Linked DNA regions of Zea mays: regions 1 and 2 are each linked to region 3. The links are chromatin contacts, called in public Hi-C maps. All regions are on one chromosome and are shown on one strand. The core of a region is the stretch at or near the end of the contact, and the rest is flanking DNA. Distances in the headings are between cores, read along the strand shown. Region 1 holds the start of LOC100282166 (nucleoside diphosphate kinase). Region 2 has its middle 77 kb from the start of LOC100279116. Region 3 holds the start of LOC103634778.

The links. Hi-C and Micro-C count contacts between places; a contact is called where the count stands out from the background.
Region 1: a Hi-C map of ear shows a contact between it and region 3, with 2.5 times the contacts expected there. The contact joins the promoter of LOC100282166 here to the promoter of LOC103634778 in region 3. A contact is called at or near these places in 2 of 25 Hi-C or Micro-C datasets (ear and tassel).
Region 2: a contact with region 3 is called in a Hi-C map of ear, with 2.4 times the contacts expected there. The contact joins the enhancer-like site here to the promoter of LOC103634778 in region 3. A contact is called at or near these places in 2 of 25 Hi-C or Micro-C datasets (ear and leaf).

What each region holds. Positions count from the first base shown.
Region 1 is chr4:126,033,700-126,038,304 of Zm-B73-REFERENCE-NAM-5.0, forward strand. LOC100282166 (nucleoside diphosphate kinase) reads left to right here and starts at 2,778. Exons shown (of 6, transcript NM_001155078.1): 1 at 2,778-2,929; 2 at 3,342-3,566; 3 at 3,705-3,812; 4 at 3,933-4,042; 5 at 4,131-4,174. The coding sequence starts at 2,853. The coding sequence ends at 4,156.
Region 2 is chr4:126,242,875-126,247,623 of Zm-B73-REFERENCE-NAM-5.0, forward strand. No RefSeq gene overlaps it. Among protein-coding and RNA genes, the nearest start is that of LOC100279116, 77 kb to the right of the region's middle. Within about 2 kb of position 2,102, at least 17 of the 20 cell types and tissues checked have an H3K27ac peak or open chromatin away from gene starts, as enhancers often do. A contact at or near this core is called in ear and leaf, where this site is marked.
Region 3 is chr4:125,736,461-125,740,862 of Zm-B73-REFERENCE-NAM-5.0, forward strand. LOC103634778 reads left to right here and starts at 1,587. Exons shown (of 2, transcript XM_008657370.2): 1 at 1,587-1,842; 2 at 1,931-2,413. The coding sequence starts at 1,603. The coding sequence ends at 2,275. LOC100272327 (CLP protease regulatory subunit CLPX3 mitochondrial) reads left to right here. Exons shown (of 15, transcript NM_001362666.1): 12 at 53-115; 13 at 194-316; 14 at 421-564; 15 at 656-1,041. The coding sequence ends at 730.

The DNA of each region.
Region 1 (4,605 bases), core at 1,528-4,027, 300 kb after region 3:
CTCTGTGCGGGGGCTGCTCTCACAAACCCGGCTCCGGCCAAACCGTTGACAGCGTCAACATACCAGCCCGAGAACTCGGAACCTGACTATGCACCCGGGCTACGACCAGTTCGCATGAGGGAACAACCAGACCGGCCGAGGCGTCACAAATGGCACTAAGACCTCGGAGGAGTCAAACCACTCCTCCGAGGCCTCGGGGGCTACACACGGCGGGTGCGCTCACGCACACCCACCGGAACAAAGTGTAACCGAGAAAGGCCGGTCCCCTTGCAAAAAAGTGTGACAAAGCCTCCAAGCGAGTACCAACACTCCCTTTGAGGCTCGGGGGCTACTGTCGGGGACCATAATTAGGGGTACCCCCAAGACTCCTAAACTCGGCTGGTAATCACCATCAGCACAAAGCCGCAAAGGCCTGATGGGCGCAATTCAGGTCAAGGCTCCATCCACCCAAGGGACGCGATCTCACCTCGCCCGAGCCCAGCCTCGGACAGGAACAATAGACCTAGGTGGATTCACGCCTCGCCCGAGGGCCTCCTCAAGTAACGGGCGCACCTTCGACTCGCCCGAGGCCCAGCTCGGGCAGGCTTCGCGGAGAAGCAACCTTGGCCAGATCGCCACGCCAACCGACCGTATCGCAGGAGCATTCAATGCAAGGATCGCCTGACACCTTATCGTGACGCGCATTCCTCAGTCGACAGGGCCGAAGTGACCGTAGTCATTTCGCCCCTCCACTGACTGACCCGACAGGAAAACAACGCCACCTGCCCTGCTCCGACTGCCGTGCCACCGGCCAGGGTGAGGCTGACAGCAGCCAAGTCCAGCCTCAGGCGCCATAGGAAGCTCTGCCTCGCCCGACCCCAGGGCTCGGACTCCACCTCGACCTCGGAAGACGATCTCCGCCTCGCCCGACCCCAGGGCTCGGACTCCACCTCGACCTCGGAAGACGGTCTCCGCCTCGCCCGACCCTAGGGCTCGGACTCAACCTCGACCTTGGAAGACGGTCTCCACCTCGCCCGACCCCAGGGCTCGGACTCCACCTCGACCTCGGAAGACGGTCTCCGCCTCGCCCAACCCCAGGGCTCGGACTCAGCCTCAACCTCGGAGGACAGTCTCCGCCTCGCCCGACCCCAGGGCTTGGACTCAGCCTCGACCTCGGAGGAGTCACCGCCTCGCCCGACCTCGGGCTCGGACCGACCACGCCGCAGGGGGTACATCATTACCCTACCCCTAGCTAGCTTAGGCTACGGGGAACAAGACCGGTGTCCCATCTGGCTCGCCCCGGTAAACATGTAATGATGGCACCCCGCGTGCTCTATGACGACGGCGGTTCTCAGCCCCTTACGAAAGCAAGGAGACGTCAGCAAGGACCCGACAGCCCCGACAGCTGTGCTTCTACAGGGCTCAAGCGCTCCTCCGACGGCCACGACATCACATGAACAGGGCTCTAGCACCTCTCCCACTGCCACGATGGCATGTACATAGGGCTCTGGCTCCTCTCTGCTAGACACGTTAGCACATTTCTACACTCCCCATTGTACACCTGGACCCTCTCCTTACATCTATAAAAGGAAGGTCCAGGGCCCTCGTACGAAGAGGTGGCCGCGCGGGAGAACGGGCTGACGGATAGGCTCTCTCTCTCTCTCCCTCGCGAACGCTTGTAACCCCCGACTGCAAGCGCATCCGTCCTGGGCGCAGGACAACACGAGCCGCGGTTCCCCTTATTGTTCCCCCTTGTGTTCCGTCTCGCGCCGACCCATCTGGGCTGGGACACGCAGCGACAATTTACTCGTCGGTCCAGGGACCCCCGGGGTTGAAACGCCGACAAAAATAACTAAAAAACAACATATACATAGTGTTTGGAGTTATTTACATACAACTAGTTAGAAAGCAATCTAATTCTGGAGCAGAGCTGCTCCACCCAGAGTTTTATGTCTTGTTTAGAATAGCTTCAACTCCAAAAAATTTGGTGGAGCTAGTAGAGCAGGTCATTAGATACTCTAGAAAATCGTGAAGCTGAAGCTGTAAGCCTTTAGAAGACATTTAGATAAGTCATTTTGTTTATTATTTATATTAAAAATATTTTTAAAATTATTTAAATTGATATTATGTGTTCTAGAAAATCATGGAGCTAGAGCTAAAACTTGGAGCCATCCTTGCTCCTGAGTGTAGTAGAGCCATTCTAAACACGTCCTTAGATCTCTGCCGCCCTTAAGACCAGCTCTTACGGTCTCCCTAATCCTCCCCACATCCGGTTGGTTTTTGGTGAGAAACCCCTTCAACAATCTCCCACACCTCACCGCACATGCGGGGACTTCTAATTTTCTCTGACACTTTAATTACTCCATTTTGTGATATTAACCTTTTTTAAATACCGTAACTTCATGATAATGTGTATTATTGTAGTATAAGTAGTCAATAATTTTTAAACTTTAAAAACTAATAAAAAATATCAAAGAATTGAATTATATTATAAGGGGAGTTGGATAGAGTGAGTGGTTGGAGACGTTCTGGATGTGGATGGAGTATATTTTGAGATGATGTAATAAAATATGATAGAAATGTGATGGAATGGTTGGAGATGGTGTTAAATGTAGCTTTTAAAAGTTGAGATATAAGATAAAATAATTTTAAATATAAAAAGGAAAAGATAGCATGGCTGCTGCCTTCTTCACTGGGCCGAAATAGATCAGACCGGACAACAGAGAGAGGGGCCTCCTTCAACTCCGGGCTAGGTCCACCGCCGGAGAAAACGGGACTGTGTCTGTGTCGGCTGGCTGACCAGAACACTTGAGCAGACTAGCAAGGCCTTCAGACCGGGAGGGCTCCCTGTCCTGTCCCCCGCGCCGCCGCGGATGGCCGGAGCCACCACGCCGGCATCAGGCGCCCTCGTCAGGCTCTGCCTGCCTTCGCTCCTCCTCTTTCTGTACCGGTAAGAGGTGCCTGTTTTGTTTCTACCACCACTCCTGCGCAGCTGCTCTGCTGAACTTTGGGTTCCTGGCTATTGCTCCCACTGCATTCCATCCAGCGTCCAGAAACATGCTAGACTAGTACTAGGATGCTTGCTTCGGAACATCTGAGCAAGGTTTCGGCCGCCCGTTTGGTCATATCAACAACAAGCATGCCTACTTGCTCGTGGACCTAACTATGCACACAGTGATTCTTCAATCGAGTCGACGTACATAAATCTTAATTCTGGATCAGTCAAAGTAGATCTTATTTTGGGGCCGCATTTTGGGGTGCGTTGTATGCTGTAGCTGTACAAGCCTACAAAGCTGCAAGGCTCGTGTAAGCTATGCATAGGCTTGCAAGTGATGTTGGATTTTGGAATGCTATCAATTCAGGTGCTGCAGATGTGAGGCTGTTGAGATGGAGAGAACCCTTGCGATGATCAAGCCCGATGGTTTGTCAGGTAAGTACACAGAAGCAATCAAGGAGGTCATCTTGGATTCTGGATTTCATATCGTCAAAGAAACCGAGGTCCAGCTTGATGCTGAGAGGGCATCTGTCTTCTATGCGGAGCATTCCCAGAGAAGCTTCTTTGACAGCCTAGTCAAGTACATAACAAGGTATTATTGTTGTTGGAAAGGCTCGTGTCTCTTAAGTTTCTTGCATAATGCTTCTAGTCTATGCAGCAGCCTTCAGACGCTAACATTGACACTAACAGTTTGTAACATGACTCCTTTTATCTTTGTGTTGATCTTTAGTGGTCCAGTTCTTGCTATGGTTCTGGAAAGACCTGACGCCGTTGCGCAATGGCGCACTTTGATTGGACCAACTGATGCAAAAAAGGCCAAAACCTCTCATCCAAACAGGTTAAAAACTACATTTGTTTTCCTTTAACATGTTATGTGTTTGGATACATTTTTTTATTGCATTACTGTATTCATTTCTCTTTGTTTTGTGGTCGCCAACAGTACTCTTTGTCATTTCAGCATTAGAGCAATGTGTGGGCTGGACTCTGAGAAAAATTGCGTGCATGGTTCGGATTCACCAGAATCTGCAGACAGAGAGATCTCATTTTTCTTCGGAGAAGCTGAATCCGGTTGGTTTCTTCACTACTTGTTTCATATACGGAAGTGCAAAGATCACCCCATAAAACTTTCTTGACCTTATTTTTTTTGATAATGCAGTAACTGTGGAACATGATGAGCTATAGACGCCACACTGGTATCAGGCAAGTCAGCAAACTGAATTTTGATGTGTCTTTGAACTCTTAGGCTATCTCCTGTAGCTTCTTACTCGTACCCGTTTCTTATTATTTTAAAAGTTATTATGTAAACAGTATAATTTATAGTGCAAAACAGTGTCTTGCATGGCCATATGCTTGTGGCTTCATATGCAGAGTTTACTGATCTGCTGTGCACATTGTGATTGCTAAGACTAGGATGGCTGAGCAGCTGAGGCCTATTGGCCATTCATATGCTTCTGCTTGCTCAAGTGTTTACTCTCGAAGTAATTATGGGCATGTTTGGTTCGGATTATTATTCTCTTTTCCACGGAGAAACACCAGAATCGACGGATAGTCCGCCAAATGTCATGCTTTTTCCGCTTTTCCTCACCGCGGCTTCGGTAGCAAGCGTGGGGTTGAACAAAAAGGCCAGAATC
Region 2 (4,749 bases), core at 852-3,351, 510 kb after region 3:
GTAGAATGACCAGTGTGTAAAATCTGCAAACCTGCACCATTGCCGACCTGGACTTGCTCACCACCGTGATAGCGTTCACGCAGCGCCAGTCGGTCAAGATCGCTGGTGATGTGATCTGTGGCACCTGTGTCGACATACCAGTTTGGATCAATTGTGTACGAGGAGGTGTGCGCCACAGCCGTCGATGGAGGATCAGTGTTGTAGCTGTCGTCGTTTTTGTGCCAGCAACGAATGGCTGTATGTGGGCAGGGAAGAAGAAGTATCGGTCATGGTGATCTGGGGAGAGAAAGACATAAGAGAAGATGTGATGGATGAGTTTGGCGTCTACTGGATCAATGGTTCCAATACCATGTTGAATGGCGCAAGGCACATCTACCCCCATGGGGCTGTGCATGTATTTATAGATCAAAAGATACATGCAGATATGTACAAGCAAGGCAACAACCTGCCGAGAATGGAGGCGCAGCTCCAGCCAAAAATAATGGGATATGCTAACAGAATAACAAGGTATCCTAACAAGAATCACCTCTTACCCTATATTTTCAGTTTTTTTTGTCATTCATGTTACAAGTTCGTCACACATTTTTTATAAAATATATAAGTGACAGCTTTTCTACAAAATATATAAGTGACAGCTGTTTCAACCAAATAAATGTTAGTTTTTTCACAATTGTGAGCTCACAATAGGTTCCTCAAAACTACAATCAGATTTTAAAAATCTATAGCTGAACCAAATAGATCCATGCATATACTCTCCTCATTCTAATTTATAACCTTTGTTACAAAGTTTAACCGGCTTGTCATTATTCAAATTGTGCTTGGCTGCCGGTGGCTCAGCTCCTTGGCTGGGACTTGGGTGCAGGGCGCTGCTTGTTTCTTCATCTACGGCCGGAGCGAGTTGCACCGGCTTAATTAGTGCGACCGGTCGGCGCATCCAGACGCTGTACCGCGCGGGGCAGGAGTGTGGTTGGTAGGTGAAACATGGGAGCAGACCTGCTTGTTTCTTCACCTAATTGCTTACTGCTACACCACAAGCGCGCATTATCTAGACCAAAGTTGCCGTCTCTCCAACAAAAGGTTGATGCAGACACTAGCAAGCCCTGAAATCCGTACGTTCTCCGACAGACGTGAATTTGTAACAACCCCTGAATTCATCCCATCCCATTTCATTCCAGCAAGTCATATACATGCATATATGATCATGCCGGATTGCGTCCGCGTATAGGCATATAGCCAAACCTGGCCAGCAGCCAGCGAACACAGCACCCATGCAAAAGAGACGATCAATGCAAGGGCCGGGAACCAGACACCAACACCACCCTATGCTTCTGCCCGGTTTGTCAACGGCAAGCAACTGCGACATGGCCACGGGCTCCAATCTCTGGTGGTGGTAACGATCTGCCTGTCCCTTTCGGAATGGATGGATCGTGTCATGTCGTGTCCTTACGCGCCGAACCTTCACCAGCAGAACCATTGTGTGGCTGACTCCTTGGCGCCATGACTACTATTGGATCAGTGCACCGGTGCTGCCTCAAATTCAGACATGCATGCCTGCACCCCTTGTCGGTATTCCCTGAACGCGGCAGAGCGCTCCAAAGTAGTGGACCAAGACACGTATGAACTGGAAGTCTAGAGACGTGCAAGATATCCGGGTGTAAATGGTATGGATGTTATTGGTCTGTGTTCGAGTTCGATTCGTCTAGAAAAAAACTGGAATCCAATTCGTTTTCGAGTCTGGCTATTCTGTATCCGTATCCAGTTTATATCGGTATATTCAAAGTTGAATGTCAATTCTAATTTGTATCTGACACAACTCGATAATATTTGTATGTATCCTCGGATCTGAATCAAACGAGAAAATATCAAAACAAGTATGATACGAGCAACGCCACCACCGTGCGTCAGGCAGGCGACATGTTCCGTCTCCTTCTAATCGAAATTAGATACTGGACTTCTTGACCCATGGGCCGCGTCTCTTGGGCCTTCCGTGTCACGTGCTGCCAGCAGCCACTAGTTTTTTTCCCTTGTATGATATATATACAAAGAGTACTCGTCGGTGTCGTAGTCGTAGGTAGGGTATGCCGGACCCGGACATTTCGCTTTGCCTGTGCCCACTGGACTGGACTGAAGGGTGTTCAAAGTACAGAATCCAACTATACATGGGCCAGTGCAAACCGTACCAATCGACCTGTGATACCAGCCCATATCAAAACCGACCGGGTAAGCCAAGTCTGATGACTGATGAGTTTGTCTGGACAGTGGACACGGTTCCAAGTCACTACATCTTGGCCGGCGGGGCCTCTTTGGCACGTTTATTTCATAACTTTTTCACAAATTTAAGAAGAATCTGTACTAAAAATTAAACGTTTTCACAACAGTTTATGGGTTCAGTTTTCTCTCAGAAGAACCTAAAAACAGACAGTAAGAGAATAAGCATAATCTGTTTTTCACCGTTTTACATAAGTTGTTTTCCCAACAAATAAAACTTGTGCCTTGACTAGGGCTGGATATCGAGCTGGCTCGACTCGGCTCGGTTCGACTCGAGTTGGCTCGTTATGATAACGAGTTAGCTCGACTCGACTCGTTATGATAACGAGCTGGAGAACCTGCTGAGCTCGGCTCGTTTGGTAACTCGGTCTGACTCGATTAACTCGTGAGCCAGCTCATTATCAAAGTTACCATAAGCCATCCGGTTCTTGAGCTTTCATGGAGGCGAGCCGACGACCGACGATGTGCAAGTAGGCGCCGGACAGCCGAACAGGGCGAGGGCCGAGGGCGCCGTCGGGGAAGACGGGCAGACTGCGAAGAACATGAGCGCCGCGCGGAGGGCAGACGGGCGGAGGTCGGAGGGCACACGCCGCACACCGGCGCGGTGGCGCTGCAGCCTGCTCTGCTCGGCTGCTCCACGGACAACGGCGGTCGGCGGCTCTAGGAGTCTAGGGTTTAGATTTTGGGAGAGAGAGGGAGAGACCGAGAGGGCAGCTCGCAGGGAGAAGCCAGAAGAAGCGGCATGCGGTGCGGGCGGCGTGCGGCCAAGCCAGTGAGCCACCGAGAGGCTAATTGGACTTTGGTGTGGCTGGTTGTGTGGGCCGCCCGTATGGCTGGGCTGAAGAACGGCGTGTCCTATGTGGGCCGTATCGTGTGGCTGGGCTGCTCCATATGGGTGGGCTAGGCCATTGCAGATTTGCACAACTCGTTTGGCTCGCGAGTAACTCACGAGCCAGCTCGAGTTTGACTCGTTAAGAACCGAGTTAATTTGTTAGCTCAGCTCGTGACTCATTTTAAACGAATCGAGCCGAGTCGAGTCACTAATGAGTCGAGTCGAGCGAGTTACCGTGTCACGAGTTTTTTGTCCAGCCCTAGCCTTGACCGGGCTGAAGGTATGGTTGTGCAGGTCCAACTTAGCCTGCATCAGTGGCTTGGTGTTGCCACTACTCCCTTTGTCTCAGTGTATAAGGCGTAAACACTTCTGATTTAAAAACCAATAAATATATTTAATTTTTCTATGCTACTGTATCGATGTACGTATATATAGAGAAAAAGTAGTTATATCTAGAAAAAAGTAGTTATGTCTTATATTTTAGGACGGAGGGTGTACTATCTAATTGATTTTACAACCTTATTTTATCATCTATTTTATCAAAATGGATGGTGATAATATATCATCATTAGTATAGAATAAAAAATATCAAACAACAACCTAAGGGAAAAATATCGGTGAAAAAATCGTATTCTACTATCGACTTTTTGTCCAAACTAGCAGTAAAAATGATTTTCATCATTGGTGTTAAGCACTAGATTTGGCACCTGGACGGTCCGCATGATAGCCCAGATGGTCCATGATTAGATTGATTCAGGCTAGAATGTTTATCTCTTGCGCGATTATCTTAACAAACCTCGCTGGAAACTGTTGGAGATCGCCTAGGAACGGGTTCAGACCTTCCCCTATATATGTATATGAAGTGGTACGACCGATCGTATGCACTAGGAGTAGAAGTAATTTAGCCTTAGTCATAGTTTCTTAATCTCAATCTTCATCTCTCTTTGGCTCAACATCGTTTTGAGGTGTCTTGGGTGTCCTGTCGACCCCAAGACAATGCTAGGATCTCTCCTCTCGACGGGTCCCTACCGGGAAGTGAGATCTAGATTCTGCAGGAGATTCATGAAGCCCTTTATGCCCTCGTGGATGGTCAGCCGCCTACACGCGGACGATCCACATGCTTGCAGAGAAGTGTGGAGCTCCTTGTTTAGAGTCACGGACGATCCAGTGACCTATCGCGGACAGTCTACGCTCCCGTAAAGAAATTCCCAAGGTCTCGTTCCAAGCAAGCATGATCTAGGGATCATTAGTGTTTTGCCCAAAAAGGCGACAACACACTTTTTTGGCGACTCTACTGGGGACATTCCTTGATCTACTAAAATTGGCTTCCAATGGTTGGTTCCAATGATCATGCTGAGTTCTTCACCAACAACATTATCAAACCGACCCAAGAAGAGCTATCGACTAACGATCAACAGTGCTTCTAAAACATTATGAAGCAAGAAGAGGACATGCGACAATACACCCAAAGGCGTGAAAAGGTGAAGGAGAAATACTTATCACACTTCATGGTGGATCACCATCTAGAAGATTATTCGATAAGGAGAAATACTTATCACACTAGCAATCCCTCAGGGGGTGGGGCTAGTGTTGGAGCAAAGGCCAAACCCAACCTCAATTAGACTTACCTAGCTAGAGTTAACCATGTT
Region 3 (4,402 bases), core at 337-2,836:
TTACTTATTAGAGAACTTCTCACACAGTACTGGTACCATTTTATCTTGCTAGGTTCTGATTGAGCCAAAGAATGCCCTGGGCAAACAATTCAAGAAATTGTTTAGCATGAATAATGTGAGTATGCTTACCATGAAAACATGCAGAAATTAGTTTGTCATTAGTGTCTCAACTTGGCTCAACATTGGGTTTCAGGTTAAGCTTCACTTTACAGATGGTGCACTTAGAATAATTGCCAAAAAGGCAATGTCAAAAAATACAGGTGCACGGGGTTTAAGAACTATCCTTGAGAATATTCTCATGGATTCTATGTATGAGGTTTGTTGCGTGATGATTTTGTATTCTCTTTCTATTCGCCTAACCCGTAAAGTCTCTGGAGTAGGCATACTAATCGTTGTTGCAATTGACTTGTATCTTTACAGATCCCAGATGCAAAATCTGGGGAGAAGCGAATCGATGCAGTGGTTGTAGATGAAGATGCAGTAGGATCAGTGGACCAACCTGGCTGCGGAGCTAAGATTCTTTACGGTGATGGTGCTTTGGATCAATATCTATCCCAGATAAAGGTAAGGCTTACTAAATCCTGCGACTTTGGCATACTTGTTTGCAACTTGACGTGGAAAGGTAAACAATAGTAATATGATGATTAACCGACAGGTGTCAGGAGACGGAGTGGGGAGCGAAATGGATGGGGAAGCTGAGCTTTCGTCATCGAGAGCCATTGGCATGTGATTCCTGGTTCTGACCGCACCAGTGTAACCTGTAAAAATCTAATCCCAGTTATATCAATGTAAGTAGTAGTAGCCTTGTAAATGAAACGATATGTGCAGCGTCCATTGTTCTTCTGAAGCCCTGGCACACGTTGCCCCGCCCGCGCTCACGCATTGCATGATTTGCAGCAGGATTTTAATGAGTGTAGTCGAGCAGGTTCGTGTAGATACCAGTCGCTTATAAATGGCGCAATGCCATGAATTGTAATAGCTGCCGGATCTATGTTAAAACTTGAAACAAAGAAATGGATCAAGAGGGCATGGAGTTGCAAATTTGTGATCTCGATTCTTTTCGAAACTGCATTGCATAGCGTTATCCTGGCATTGCTTGAAGAGAGGATTTTTTGTTACTTTGTGCACCCCGACCAAATGGGATCACCAGGCCGGAGAAGCCTACCCGAAGACTGACTGAATGCGTCCTAGTCCCAGAACAAATGAAGACGCAACAAGCTTAAGAGATAAGGACAATTTTGCGAAGCATGAAGTGGTTGCGGATCATGAGCCTTGAGTCGTGTCCCCGTTCCCGAGGAGTTTTTTGCTATTATGATTCACCCGTCGGACTGCTCGGATGGCTTCGCTCTCTTGGTATCCCGCAGCGCGCCATCGCCAGTTTGGGATGCCCGTGTGCCAGCACTCGCCACATTGGTACCATTGCCGGTGAAGACTCCATTAACAGCGTACGCCGGCTCCTAACAACGCACGCCGACGGTAAAAGACATCGCTACCCTCACATTCATTACTCAGCTCCCCGCTCCCCTCGATGTTCGAACAAACCCTAACTTCTCCCTGTTTTTGTCCACCGCCGCCGCCATTGAACGCAGCTTCAGCACTGCAATGGCGTTTCGGGGGAAGAATCGCCAGGTCCTCGAGGTCGATCCGGCGGACGATCCTACAGCTGAGGTGGCCACCGCCTTCGATCGTCTCTCTGTTTCGCCCATCCCCAATCCGTCTGCATCTGCCGCCGTCGTTCAGGTCTGTTCTCCTTACGCCCTCGACAACAGTGGTACCCAGCAGCCTCAGTCGTCGTCCACTCGTGATGCCACCATGGTTCCTTTACCTCCTGCAAGTGTGCTGGTAACAACATCTTTCAGCTATATTGGTTCATCTCTGGGATTTTTTGATTGTGTGTAGTAGTAATCGGTTATATAATTTTGTTTTGCAGTCTTACCGGTACCAAGAGGTCCTTAATTGCCTTCACGACGCCATTAACGAGATGCAACAAGTTTCAATGAATTTGAAGTCACTGGCCACTGACCATCTTGTTAGTCAACCTGATTCCGGTGAAGAATTGCTAGTAAACCAATTAATGTGGCGTGTACATGAGCTTGCACAATCACTTGATAAAGCATCAATTTGTTATCAACTTGTGCACGACAATTCTTCGCCACCCTTGTCGGAGTATTGCTACAACGATGATTCAGATTCAGACCATGAACCTGACTTGATGAGGCATTGGCCACTGGAAGATGTTAGCTGGGAAGAGATTCTGGATCGTCAAAGGAAGTAGATTTTCGGGGTTAGTGTTTAGGCACTACATGATGAAGTATGTGTTGGGTTATGATCAAGTATTTGTGTGCTATGATGAATTCTGTATGTGTGTGGCTAGACATTAACTTAGTCTGTTGTTATGTAAGGCCTTGGAAGACCTGAGCCATCTATGTGTAACTTTGTTGCTGTTATCTATGGAAGACTATGGTATCCTATTGTCTGCATTTTGGCCGAACTGAAGGTGTTGTCTGCATTTTTATACTGGTGCCTTTTGGCCGAAATGAAGGTGTTGTCTGCATTTTTAAACAGGGACTGCACCATTTCAGTTTGTAAACAGGGACTGCAATTCAGTTTGTGCCATACATTGTGCCCAGGTTCATACACTGAAGGACATAGTTCATACACTTGGGCATACACTAAAGAACATAGTTCATACACTTGGGCATACACTAAAGAACATAGTTCATACACTTGGGCATACACTGAAGCGACTCCACTGAACCACATAGTTCATGGAGGCGATGAAGGGCCGACCTCCAAGTCTGCAGTTTTCTAAACGGAGCACTTGACTCAATTCCTAACTCAAACTCATTGTTAATCGCGTATTGCCTCATAGCAAGTCTGAACTCTTTCATATCCTTGTACAAACTGCCAACCTTCATAATAGGATTTGGCCTGTCACAAACTAAAATTCGCTCTTCTGGTATAGAATCCCCACAATGTACCACAACTATTTCATCATCAACATCCTCGGATCTGCCACGAACATTAAATGCTCTAGATCTACAAGCATCTTGCCTTGCACTTGTTTCGCGATTATCTTCATCCAATAATCCCAACCTGTCATACAACACTAGCTCTGAAGCAACCTCCTGTGCTCCTTCTTCTTCGCATCTTTCCTCAACTTGTATGGTGCCCCAATCAATTGCTACATCCTACAACAAATGAAAGGAACAACTACAGGCAGTTAGAAAACATGTTGTATGAAACATACACTTAGCCAACAACTCCACAAATACTTAGGAAACCCAACCCCTACAATCTACTAAGCTCACTTTGCATGGCTTCAAACGAGTACACAATCAAGCAAAGTACTACAATCTAATGTCCATCTCAAGCACCAGTGATTGAATCCATAAGAAATACTGAAATCTACAAAACACTGAAGCCACAAACTTACATCTGAAATAACATCAATTGATGAATTAGCAAAGAAATGATCTGCTGGTGGAGGAAGCAGCCTGAGCATAGAAGCATCGGCTCGGATCTCATGGTGCTCGGCTGCGCTACCGAGTGCTCCTGCTGGACCAGAGTGAATGGATGTCGACGAGGGGGGTGCGAATGAGTCTTCATCCATGGAGGCACGGCAACTACTAAGCCTCTTCCTCCTCTCGCGACCGGCGAGTCTAGCCCCTCATCCGCTCCTCAATGTCGGTCACCGAACGGTGAGGAGGAAACTGGAGCGGGGCGCGAGGCGCAGAGTCACGGGCGAGAAGAGGACGAAGACAGGGGTAAATTAGTCCGACGGAGCACAGTTCATATGGACCCGCACTGTTAGGAGCCGGCGTACGCTGTTAATGGAGTCTTCACCGGCAATGGTACCAATGCGGTGAGTGCTGGCACACGGGCATCCCAAACTGGCGATAGAGCGCTGCGGGATACCAAGAGAGCGAAGCCGTCCGACGGGAGGATCATAATCCCAAAAAACTCGTTCCCGAGAGGTGGAATTGGGGAACAAGATTGTCCCGCGGAGAGCCAAGACCCAAATTCTGTACAATGCAGTGTGCACTTGCCAAACAAACAAAATGAAACGAAAGAAACTATTGATGACCCTATGCTGTTTTTTGAAATAGTTAATCCCTTCTATATCTAGAAATCTAGGGTGAATATTGTCTTCACTTTTCAACAGGAAGCTGGCAGGACAGCTTCTAGTTCTATACCATTATAAAAGAGGGAGATACATGATGTTGTGAATATTTGTTCAACAATAGAAATGTTTTTTAATTGAACTATAGAAATATTTGATGATGACATGACAGTGAGTATTTATCAATGTATTTGAAAGAGGTATTCTCTTCGTTGGTGGTAGAGCATCTCCAAGAGCTTCCTGAAAGTCTTCTCTAAATCAAGTTTTTTTAAGAAAAAA